Regions from separate parts of the Rattus norvegicus genome. Here region 2 is linked to region 1. The links are chromatin contacts, called in public Hi-C maps. All regions are on one chromosome and are shown on one strand. The core of a region is the stretch at or near the end of the contact, and the rest is flanking DNA. Distances in the headings are between cores, read along the strand shown. Region 1 overlaps Stat4 (signal transducer and activator of transcription 4). Region 2 holds the start of Stat4 (signal transducer and activator of transcription 4).

Region 1 (5,958 bases), core at 2,413-4,912:
AAGTCATAAATAACACCTGAGAAATAAAACCAGAAACAAATGCTTTAGAAGGAGTCCTCTGTTATATTGTTACCAACACTGGTTTCTTAAAGCTGTCTTTTCTTGCAAGTTTATCTGGAGCTTGTTTCCTTTAGCATTTTAATCACAGCACTCCAGGCTGGGAGTGGCACCAAGTGAGAAGAGAGCTTCGAACTTCCTATCATTTTCTAGAAACCGGTATTTACAAAGCTGAAGAAATAAATTGTGATCTATGGTAAAGAACAGTCTCTAGTTTCCTCTGCTTCCTTCTTTGAAGAGTTGATTTATCATTCAGCAGAATACGGGGAATTCATCTAAAAATGAAAACGGAAATGATTGTTAAGGAAACTGTTTTGCAGATAAATTACTGTTTTGATAGAGTCAACACTCCTTTGTCTACTAAACAATCTGTAATATTTCTACCAATTAATTAAGGGTTCATTAAAATAATTAGGGTTGATAGCCTGAAAAAAGGCATGATTTAAGTAGATTAAAAGCTATGTTAAGAAGTCCACTCACAGGGCAGAAAAAATGGCTCAGTAAGAAAAAGCACAAGACACAAACACATACACTAATAAAAAAAAAGCATTCATCACACTAAAAATAATAATATGAAATATGGACGCAAAATGTAGCAAAAGTCCAGTTACATATAAATGACTTGGTGAATTAAAGATAGCCAGCATGGGTTAAGCCATCCAAGACAAGCATGGATTTTTCCATCCCCTGGAACCTTGAAGAACTGAAGATCATGTGACCTATAGCCAGGTGCCAGTCTCCTGGGCATCCAGATCCCTCTAAAGGATTCTGATATATGTCTACCTTATGCAAATTGGGGATGTTGAACTCTTTGACAGCATTGGGGGATGGAAACAAAGAGAACACATCCAAAGTAACATATATATTATAATGTTATAATGTATTATAATGTATGTATGATATATACCTATATATTAGATTGTGACTTGAATCTTAAAAGAACAAAAAAACACTGTGCTGCTATTGTTCTTCATGTTCTCAACGGAAAAGCCACAACAACTGGCCATATAACAATCAAGAAAAGTTGGAACTTGTAGAGCCTGAACTTAAAGTAGGCTTGTAAGTCTTGGCTGTGTGTGTCCTTGGCTAAAACGGAAAGAGTTAGGGAGTGGTGTGGCTCATGGCTGCACCAGGGAGAGAAGTATAGGGACCTTTGGCCCTCTGGATTGGGTAAGCACCCTAAAGCAGGTCTAACAAGCTAAGGTGTTTTGTCTCGGCATCTGCACACTCTGCAGCATGCGCTGCACAGGGCAGCTTTTGAGTTGGTGCTGGTGACCATGCTCTCTCCTTGCCTGGGCCATGCTGCTGCCCCTGTGATTCGAATGTCATTGCAAATACCCTACATCACCATTGATGGGGGAGGACATACTGCAGTCTCAATTGTCGTTGGGCTCAGGTTTTCTCATTGCAAATACCCTACATCACCATTGATGGGGGAGGACATACTGCAGTCTCAATTGTCGTTGGGCTCAGGTTTTCTCTCAGCACAGCATATGCACTTGGTGACATGGGGAGAAGGTCTGAAGGAGACTGTGGCTCCGTGGAATCACTTCGGCTTAAAGAGATAACAGGAAAATAGTACAAGGATTATAACATTGTAGCTCATGCTAACTTGCTGTGTCCAGGACCTGTCTAGTGCATCGTGACACTGAGCTGTCTAATTCATCACTTGGTATCACTGCATTCAATCCGCTGTAGATTATATTGCATATAAAAGGGCAGCTTTGTAATTCCAGCCTTAATAGACTGAAGAGTGTGCCCTGAAGACTAGCTTTATGTGTTCAAAGAAATGAGACATAAAATGCTTTATTGGGCTTTTAAAATGCTTTATCCTCCATTAGATATACTCTAATCTGCCCTTAAATCTCTTTTAGGAAAGCTTTTTGGAAAAAAGGCAATTCAATAATAAATATTTTACATGTGACTACAGATACTCACATTGTTGAAATGGGTATAAAAACAGAGGGGACATAACCCTTGTCGCCCCGTTCTGTCGGTCTTGAAACTGAAAAAGAAAGGCACAGTTGGTGGGGGGGAGATGTCAACTGATTGATAAAATTGGAAATAAAACATCTAGGAAATATCCATAATGCTCAGAAGAAAACAAATAGCATGGTTGTCTTGGTATTCACAAAACCTTTTAGTTGAATGGACGAAATGACCACACAGGCAAACATGAGCAAACAAACAACAAAATTCCTGGCAGGCTGAGCTCACTTTGCCCATCAATGACTCTAAAATGTCTGATAATTGAGACTGTATTTCTTCATCTGCCCTTTATGTTGCATTTAAGTTTGGCATTAGTATCTGATTCATTTGTGTATTGGGGGAATTTATAGTGCTGTAGTGTCCCTCCTTTGTCTTAAGGGTTTGGTTGGTCTGTGGGCTCCTGGGGAGTAGTAGAACCTTTAAAACAGAGGACCTGGGGGTTGGGGATTTAGCTCAGTGGTAAAGTGCTTGACTAGCAAGCGTAAAGTCCTGGGTTCAGTCCCCAGGTCTGAAAACAAAAACAAAAACAAAAACAAAAAACATAGGACCTGGAGGAAGGAAAGTCATCGGGTGTGTGATTTATTAAGAATATTGAGACAATGGGCTCTTTTTTTCTCTGCTTCTGGGTCACATAATCCCACGATGTCTCAGATATCTCATTGAAGGCATAAAAGTGATGGGAGCATCCTCCATAGACTGAAGCCTTCCAAATTGTTAGCCTAGCAAAGCTTTGCTCTTTGACTGACACGCATAGGAACACGGCTCTTTTCATTGAAACAGCAGCCATAACCTTATTACTACAAGAGGTTTTGAGGCCTTCCTTGAAGTAGCATTACACCATGATCACCACAGGAACCATAGTCATCGTAATGGGTGAACCTTGACCTTCCCAAGTACACCATGCTGGTCTAGTGCATATACAATTTTAACATTCATGTTCTGTTCTATTAGACACAGAGCATCATTGAGAGGCCAGGTCTTTGTATTGTGTTTGTTTTCTATTGTATGTTATTTGTTTTGAAGTTAGGTGGCAACAAGTCACACTGTGATAGCTGTAGGATTATCCCACAGTACAGTTCCAAGAGATTATTCACTACAGACGAAGATCCTTAGAGACTGCTCTCCCCTAGTAGCCATTGGGGACTGACTTCTAGGAACCCTGGCAGAGAGTGAATCCACAATGCTCAAACCTTTTGTGTACAATAGTACGGCATTTGTTTTGAATCTAAGCATACTTCTTTGTATCTCTTAAATCATTTCCAGGTTACCTACAATACTTGCTTCAATGTAAATATTGTTTAAGTAGTTGCTATGCTGTATTGTTTATGGAAGAAAGAAAAGGTTTACATGTTCAACGCAGTTGCAATTTTAAAAACTATTTTTGATCTTTGTCTGAATAAGATACAAAAACTGTGGCAAGAGAGGCCAACTGTGCTTTCACGAGAGACTGATAAGCCCCCTTAACTCAGACAGCTAATTTTACAAATTTTCTTTTTTGTATTCCATGTTTACTGAACGCCTATTTGTACAGTTACTCTTCCTGGCCCTTAGGATAAACCTAGCAAAAGCAATGTCAAGGAGAAAGAAACACAGATCCCTATGTCTGTTCTTTGGCAGAGAACACATACCCTTGAGTTAAGATTACAGTAAGGCCGGATGGGGCATATGACTCAGTGTTACAGTACTTGCCTAGGCTAGCATTTTTTTCATCTTTATTAACTTGAGTATTTCTTATTTACATTTCGATTGTTATTCCCCTTCCCAGTTTCCAGGTCAACATCCCCCTAACCCCTCCCCCTCCCTTTCTTTATGGGTGTTCCCCTCCCCATCCTCCCCCCATTACCGCCCTCCCCCCAACAATCACATCCAGTGGGGGTTCAGTCTTGGCAGGACCAAGGGCTTCCCCTTCCACTGGTGCTCTTACTAGGCTATTCATTGTTACCTATGAGGTTAGAGTCCAGGGTCAGTCCATGGATAGTCTTTGGGTAGTTAGCCTAGCATTTTTATCAAAGTCTGAGTTCCATCTCCAGTCTCTCTCTCTCTCTCTCTCTCTCTCTCTCTCTCTCTCTCTCTCTTTCCTCTCTTTCTCCCTCCCTCCCCCTTTCTCTCTCCTACACACACATACACACACACACACACACACACACACACACACACACACAGAGACAGACAGACAGACACATATATAGAAGAGATAGACAGACTTGACAGCTTTCAGCTCTCAAGTTACTCTATTAAATGCAGGTTACAGACCTGCTGTGAAAGCTTGCACTCGTCAGCTCTGCCTTCCTTTCCCTTGGCCATAGAAGAGCAGTGATGACCATCACTCCTGTTTTAAGGAATATGGGCTCTAGGCGCTAAAGAGCACTGATCTGGCTGTGGTGAAGTCTAGTTGCCCTGTGAATGTTACTCTACTAAGCACTGGCATAGCACTTGATGTGCTAAGGCTCTAACCTCCATATGACCCTGGGATATCACAAGGGTCAAAGTAATCAGGGAGGAAAGTCACTCATTTCCTCTGACGTGATATCATGTCCCAAAATCTCAAGAGGAAAGTAAATACAACTGGCATCACCTTCGCACGGCTGGGAGCTGTAGTGTTTGCCAAAGGCTTTGTCTTTGGGAATGTCAGGGTAGAGGTACTTCAGAGGGTTTTCGGGGATGTTTTCAGCCATGATAACCTTGTAGTCTCGAAGAATGTCAGCGAATGGCAGAGCTGATAGCCGCGCTTTGTTGTAGGGTTCCACGGAGTGGAATCTCACTTCTCCTGAAAGCACACAAAGTGGAATATGTAGACTCCCAAAGACATTCTATGTAATCATCCTTCCTACTCAAGTTATCGCCATGACTAAAAAGTCTGGCCTTCTGGGGTCTGCTCAGTACAGACTGTGAGTGAGACAGAGGGTGGCAACATGGGCTTTCAGAATTCACGGTATCTGGTGATGGGCCACCAGCACCAACTCACATTCGAACCATTGAGTGAGTTGGACTACGCACCATTTTCAGATTGGTCCACCCAGGTGAAGGTTATCCCTCCAAGATGGCTCTCACTGAATCTTAACAAAAATGTCCCAGGCATTTTATCTTTGAGCAGAAGCCGTTCCTTCTCTTTGCTAACAAAGCCCATGATGTACCTAAAATTAGAACAAGGGGCAAGACTCAGTCTAAATTCATCATTATTTCACCTACATTTATTTCATTCATAAGGACCTAACAAGCAACTGTACCTGAAATTTTCTATTATTACATAAATATAATATACAGTGTGTATATATAACATATCACTACAGAATATCTCTGAAGAAACCGTGAATGTATTTTCCCATAAATATGCTTAAAAGAAAAAAAGTTGAAAAAGATAATTTAAGCAGAAAAAAAACACTCAAATGAAAGATAGAGTCCACAGCTCACCCATCAATCCAGAGGGGAAGAATGTGTTTTTTAATTAGGTCCAATATTGCTTCAAGCCAGGTCCAGAAGGTAAACGTTTTGCCAGGCAAATGTTCCTGTCAGAAAGAAGGAGCACACATGGACAAGGACAGTGACTTAGGCAGCATCCCTGACAGAACTCACTCCAACTTTTACAAATGTGCCCTTTGAGCAGGACAGGACTTTTTTTTTTAAGTTATCCTCATCCAGCAAATCGTCCAACCCACCGAGAGGAGCTTTCTGCAGAAATAACACCCTAAATGATATCCCCGTTTCCCTGTACCTTGCAGAACTTGGCCCAGGTGAGGTGACCATCACTGTAGTTAGACTGAACTAAAACAAAAGAAAAAAAAACAACTAAACAAAAAAAGAATTTTAATGCAACAATGAGACCTTTCATTCTGTTTTTGATTTAATCTCTCCTCTCTTCTCTTGCAAGCATGTCTTACAGACTGCCAGTGGCGGCATGGTGTGTGAGTGCTT
Region 2 (5,958 bases), core at 995-3,494, 110 kb after region 1:
TTATGGCTTAACTCCCCTGAAGTTACTAAGTTATTGTCTCTGCTCTTTTGGAATGCAGACTTCTTGGTTAGTAATACTAAGTCAAGGGAAAAACGTTCACCACAATGTTTCAATACGTCTTGGAGGTATGACATTTTCCTTTTCTTATAGAAGAAATTGAGTTTTCAGATTTCAGTGGGAACGTTTTAAAACACCTTTTCCTTGAGCTTCCACTAAATGTTATAAACTATACCAAATAAATAAATATAAATCAATCAATAAATAAAATAATAAGTTGTTTCACTTAGGAAAATGTAGCTAGGGAGAGAAGCTATCTTGAACTTGACTTTATGTCCAGGAGCCCTTCAGGCTCGCTCTTGCAGGTATGCTGTGAGTGCTCAGTAAATGTTTAAGGAAGCTTATTTGGGCCTCCTGGTGGGCCCCTGAATAGCCAGCCCCTCAGGCTTTACAAACAACCAAGCACCAAAGAGGGATTGTGACTCTTGCCCGCAATGTGGAGCTCTGACAAACTTCCCAGGTCTGGTGACAGAACGAGAGCATTCTCTTCTCCTACCAGCAGCAAAGATTGGCATCAGGGGGGCAGGAGCTGAAGACAGTGTGGCCACTTTCGCTGTTTCTATTGTTAAATCTTTTTCATTATTTGATGCGGGTCTATTTTGCTTATCTTACAGTTAAATCACTCAGATAAGTCACTCTCGAAAACCAAGGCTGAAGCAAGGTGCAGAAGGACCCTCTTCTCCCTTGGCAGGCCCTGAAGAGAAAAACTTTCAGACCTCACTGGGAGCTCAGGAAGTCCCACCCCTGGCTGAGGAGCTATTGACAATTGGTGGTTGGAGGGAGGGAGAGTGAGTTTTCTTCAGGGTCTGCATCCCTAAAGCTACCTATGCTCCAATCCTATGTCATCACCCAGGCACGTGCAGGCAGCACTAGGTGAACCCCGTGGCTTCGAAACAAACAAACCCGCACATAAAGTTTAGAGGGAATAAATACCCTAGGGAGAGAGGGGAAGATTCGGAGGGTAGCGGATGAGGGTAGATCTGATAAGTTTCTTTTAAAATTACTTTTCTAAAACCTTAAGAAATTAAGTTAAGTGGATTGGGGGGGGGGTTGTTTTGTTTTGGTGTTGTCGTTGCTGTTGTTTGGTGTTCAGACCTCCAGTGGGGTGTCTCTCTTTTCACATTCTAGGGGCTCAGGACAAGAGCTTTCCATCTAAAACCTGGATACCTGCCTGCTCCCTCCAGGCATTGCGGTCCATCTACCAGGAGCCAGCAGTGCTGTTGACTCTTTGACCTCTTTGCAAAGGGACGACCTACCCTACGTACCATCACTCACACTTCTCAAAGCCACAATCACCAGCTACCCTAGCTGGGTGTTGTTTCTCTGAAACCCACATATGCCAATTTCGGACCAAACATCAAAGCTCTCCGCTGGCTAAAGAGAATTAGGGCGGTCTTCCAGCCCTTAGCTGACACACCTCCCGCAGCAGCACAGCCCCCAACCCATCCCTCAGCTTCAAGGTGATGCCTCGACTTCTCCCTCCTTCAGGGAAGATCCGGAGCCAGATCTCCATTTAAATCTTTGGAAGGCTGTTTTATTCTGAGTGCTTTGAGTGTAAGGAGTAGGACCCTTCTTTTTATAGGCAACCCTTCCTTCCCAGTCTATTAAAACGAAGCCACACATTACCAATTGTAGAAAGAAGCCCCAAGCTACCTGCCTGAGTGTTTCCTCCTGTGGAGAGGCCACACCCAGATGAGGGCTGCCTGGCTTGCTTACCTGGCTCTCTCTCCGTCCAGGCAGTGGCACTGCTCAAGTCCAAAGTCAGAATCGGCCTTCAGGGTCCACAGCTGCTGACGCCATGCCACTAGGGGATTTGCATTTCTCCACCCACTTGAGGCTTTCCTGTGCGTCAGTGTTTGAGTCCCTGGGACTTTAGTCAGTTCCTACCCACTCTATTCTAGAAACGCTTTACAAAGGCAGCTGGATCCCCCTTTGCAGAGCACCGCCCCCATCCCTAGTAACCACTCTTATAAATGCAGATGGCCCAAGAGTGCAGAGTAAAGCGTACACACTGAAGGACTAGAATCCCTGTTTTCCTCAGACACAACCCCACTTTTTCTGGAAAGAGAGACCAGGGAACCAGGATCAACACACCAACCTCCAGCAGGGTCTGCTCTCTTATGAGAGGACAGCCTTACTCAGGTTTGGGCCAACTCCTGTGAAGGTTCCCAGTGTCTGCCCTTTCCGGATAGCTTTCTCCTACTCTAAGTAGCCTTGTCCTGGTACCTGGAGTGTGTGTGCCTCCCTCTTTATGACATGGGCCTGTTCTAGAATCACAGAGCTGGGTGGAGCCTTGGCTCCTTTTGGTTCTAAATCTCACTTTCTGGAGACATTGAGGACAGGCAGGTGAGCAAAGTTACTTAGAGACATAGCCCTGGACAAAGCAGTCTTCACTCAGGGATCACCGGACTTTCAGTGGATTCCCTTAGATATTAATGCCTTGAGCAGGAAGAAAAAACTTCTACAAGAGTTTAACAAAATAAATCAGACGGGTGGAAAGCATCAGCAGTCTGGATACACATGTGTTTAGGGTGGTATACCTAGGCAAAGCCTGTATCATACTTACAATGACCAGCCATCACACAGGTGTGTCACCTAGACCTTCTCTTCCAGGTGACAACGATGTCATTCAGACCCCACCAAGAGTCAACCAGCATTGTGGTCAACTTTATCACTACGCATTCACAGCTCAGAGGCCCTATCCTGACTGCTTGACCACAGGAAACCTTCTAAACGTGTCTGTTGCTAGGTTCCCACATGAAGGAAGTCCTACTTCGGGTGACCCATAAACTGCTGGAGAGCTCCAGTTGTCTTCTATAAGTCAGCTGCTTACATGCCTACATGGCCATAATCTACAAAGCATCCAAAGTTCAGATTAGTTCAGCCGAAACCTACCCAGGAAACTTTTCTCCCTCCCAGGAACTGGGGCTGTGACTCGATAAGTCTGGGCACTGTCATTACTCTCTCCTGACGTTTCCCTCACTGCATCTAAGGCGTTACTCACAGTGAAATCCTAGCCTTTGTGAAGATGGCAACAGGGCCCCAAACCCACAGTAGATTTTTTACTTTGAATTTCTTTTACTCTTCTTGACCAAACTGTCTTGGAGAAACAGAACACACTCCTTAGATTTTCTGAGCCCCCTCATGTTTTTATTTTCATCTCTGCCTGTCTCTTCAGCCTCCCTGCCCCCTCTCTTTCAATATGTGTGTGGATATGGGTCTGCGAGCAGAGGATGTGTGAACGCTGGCATGCCAGAGATCGCAAGTGGAGATCAGAGAACAATGTCCAGTGTCAGCCCTTGCCCTCCTGTTGACACTGAGTTAGGCAGCCTGGGCTGTCGGAAAGCTTCCTGGGGATTCTCCTGTCTCCTATCTTACTATAACAGCCGACTTTCCATGAATCATCGAGATCCAAATTCAACTAAATCCATTTAAATGCTTTACCCACTGAACCATTTCCCTAGACCCAGCCACATTTAAAGTGGAAAAAAATGGGTGAAATTAGCATCAATAGCACAAATAACCTAATATCTACAAAATATTAATATTTCTAGATAATCAATGAAAAAATTTAAATTACTACCTAAGATACTTTGTATTCCTTCATATTGAACACCTAGATTCTCATGTATAAGTGGTGTTTACAGTTCTCAGTTGACACTGGGTTTCTTTCCGGTGTTTAAAAGTCCCTGGTGGCTAGTGTCTGCCATCCTGGACAGCAAAGGTGGAGGCCACTACTTGACACTTTTACTTCCTGCCTTAGAGTCTTAATTGCATTGGTTTTTGTGTCTTTATCACTATATTTAACTGTTGGAGTGCCTGCTGTACAAAAACAGGGGTGTGCTGTCTTTCTCCTTAAGATACTTCTACTTCTCAAACAGATCCTGAGACACCTCAATGCTTTTTAAAAATTGTTGAGGACCTCCATGTTTGTGTATTACAATTTTGCAATTATTCGCTCTATTAAAATTCAAATCTGAGATAAGCTATTTGTGTTTCCAGTAATATGCCCATTATATGTTAAACTGAACATATTTTATGAATAACAAAAATATCTACTGGCATAAAAGTACTGTGAGAATGGCTTTGTTTTGAGACAGGGTTTGAAGGCCAGCCTCAAACTCTTTATATAATATGACCTCGAACTCCTGGTCCTCCAGCCTCCATCTCCAAAGGCTGGGATTACAGGCCTGTACCACCTCTCCAGACCTGAGTTACTTTAAGTCTCTTTAATATCTGTTGAGAGAATACAACTGGATCCTCATATCTGCTCCAGCTTTTCATATGTTGTAAAATACCATTTTGCTTGAGGTATTTGAAGAAAGTCCAGACTTACATCGCTACGCAGTGGAAATGGAAAGAGTTATCATGGGTAGCTTTTTGGCTAACCAAGTTATCGTTTGAAACCACACACTCAGTAAGTGGTAGGTCCTTAGGAATCAACTGCTTTGTAGAACCTGAGGCCATATCAAACCCTTTATAAATATGGGTTCAGCAAACCTATCGGTCTGACTTGCCTTTTGCTTTATGTGGCTTTTCCTTGAGGGGTTAGGGTTTAGGCAGGAACTCAGTCACTGGATTACTTCAGCCCTTTTTATCTTGCATTTTGAGTAGAACTCTTATCCATGTGTGTGTTAATCATTTGGAAATCATTTATGCACCGAATTATGCAGACACTCTGAATGCTGGTTCCCATATAATGGAAGAAACTGGCATCTGGTAGCTTCTCTATGGACCTCTTACATGTTGGGGGCTGTGGAGCTCATGATGAGGAATAAGAGTTTCCCTATTTTTCTGGCTTCCCTGTAATGGCAGGCTCACTTTGGTCACTCAGACAACTGACCAAGTGCTTTCCCTTGAGAGGCCTTCAAATGTATGTCCTACTTTACCGTATAGACTACTTAAAAGGTGTACCTTGAAGGTCTGAGACTTAGTAAAACTTAGTATCATTTGGCACTGCCACCTCTGCTACGTGTTAAAGGACCAACTGCTTTGCTCAGCATTTCTTTGGTAGCAAGGGCAAATATCAACCTACTGACAAGCAAAACATCATTATAAAAATAGTTTAACCTCTCAAAGCCCCTCAAGGTATATTGGGGACCGCATGTGGAGATCTGCAGATGACAGAGAGTGTCCACTCTATGGAGCATCCCCTCTCCATGGCAGTCATTTAACTCGAGGGGTATTCCTGATGGAGCCTCTGTTAAAAGAACACTGTCTTCTGCGTTGATTGATTGAAAGAGGCGTCTGCCTTTGCCCTCTGGTCTGTTTTATGGAGGCATCTCAGAAAGTGCACCAATGACACTGTGCCTCTCTTTCTGAATCAAGTCTAACTTCATTGCCCTGGTCCACCTCAGAGCTAAACAAAGAAAAATATCCAAGGAAAACAAGCTAAATGTGGAGAATCTCAAACCCAAAAGCCCCCATAGACTCCTCTCTTCCCCAAAGTCATTCCCCAATGCCGGAATAAAGCTTATCTTGGATGCTCTATCAGCCTTTCAGGAAGGTGGATTCAGTCTCTGCTGTGCCTGGATCTGGTAATGAAACTTACTTGAACTGTCTGAGTGCCAAATCTTCTTTGTAGAAATGGGAATATAGATTTCATTTAAAAATCTATATAAAAATCTATAGCTGCGAAATCAGAGATATGACATAGGCAACTGGATAGGGGAGTAAATACTAGCTGTTAGGAACAGTAATTCGTCAAGTTCTAAGGAGCTTTGGAGGTGAAAGTTTGGCCTCCACCTTTCTCTTCTCTTTTATTTCATTGATGGTGGGTAGAAGTCAAGGAGGGCTCCATGGCAACAGGAAGCATCACTGTTGCAAGCAAGAGGCAGAGTGGACTCCACATCCATTCACCTGAATGTACTTTTCTATTCTACCAAGGACAACTGTTTATTT

Evidence for each region. Hi-C and Micro-C count contacts between places; a contact is called where the count stands out from the background.
Region 2: a contact with region 1 is called in a Hi-C map of the A7r5 cell line, with 4 times the contacts expected there. The contact joins the promoter of Stat4 here to the enhancer-like site in region 1. A contact is called at or near these places in 10 of 12 Hi-C or Micro-C datasets (the A7r5 cell line, Schwann cells, frontal cortex and 5 more) and 1 of 1 datasets of contacts at active chromatin or transcription factors (oligodendrocytes).

The regions. Positions count from the first base shown.
Region 1 is chr9:56,964,574-56,970,531 of GRCr8, forward strand. Stat4 (signal transducer and activator of transcription 4) reads right to left here. Exons shown (of 24, transcript NM_001012226.1): 18 at 5,759-5,808; 19 at 5,458-5,552; 20 at 5,044-5,180; 21 at 4,622-4,813; 22 at 1,996-2,062; 23 at 1,504-1,612; 24 at 44-332. The coding sequence ends at 306. Among named protein-coding and RNA genes, the nearest start is that of Stat1, 16 kb to the left of the region's middle. Within about 2 kb of position 3,663, at least 1 of the 93 cell types and tissues checked has an H3K27ac peak or open chromatin away from gene starts, as enhancers often do. A contact at or near this core is called in the A7r5 cell line, where this site is marked.
Region 2 is chr9:57,078,279-57,084,236 of GRCr8, forward strand. It overlaps Stat4 (signal transducer and activator of transcription 4), which reads right to left and starts at 2,245. Exons shown (of 24, transcript NM_001012226.1): 1 at 1,774-2,245.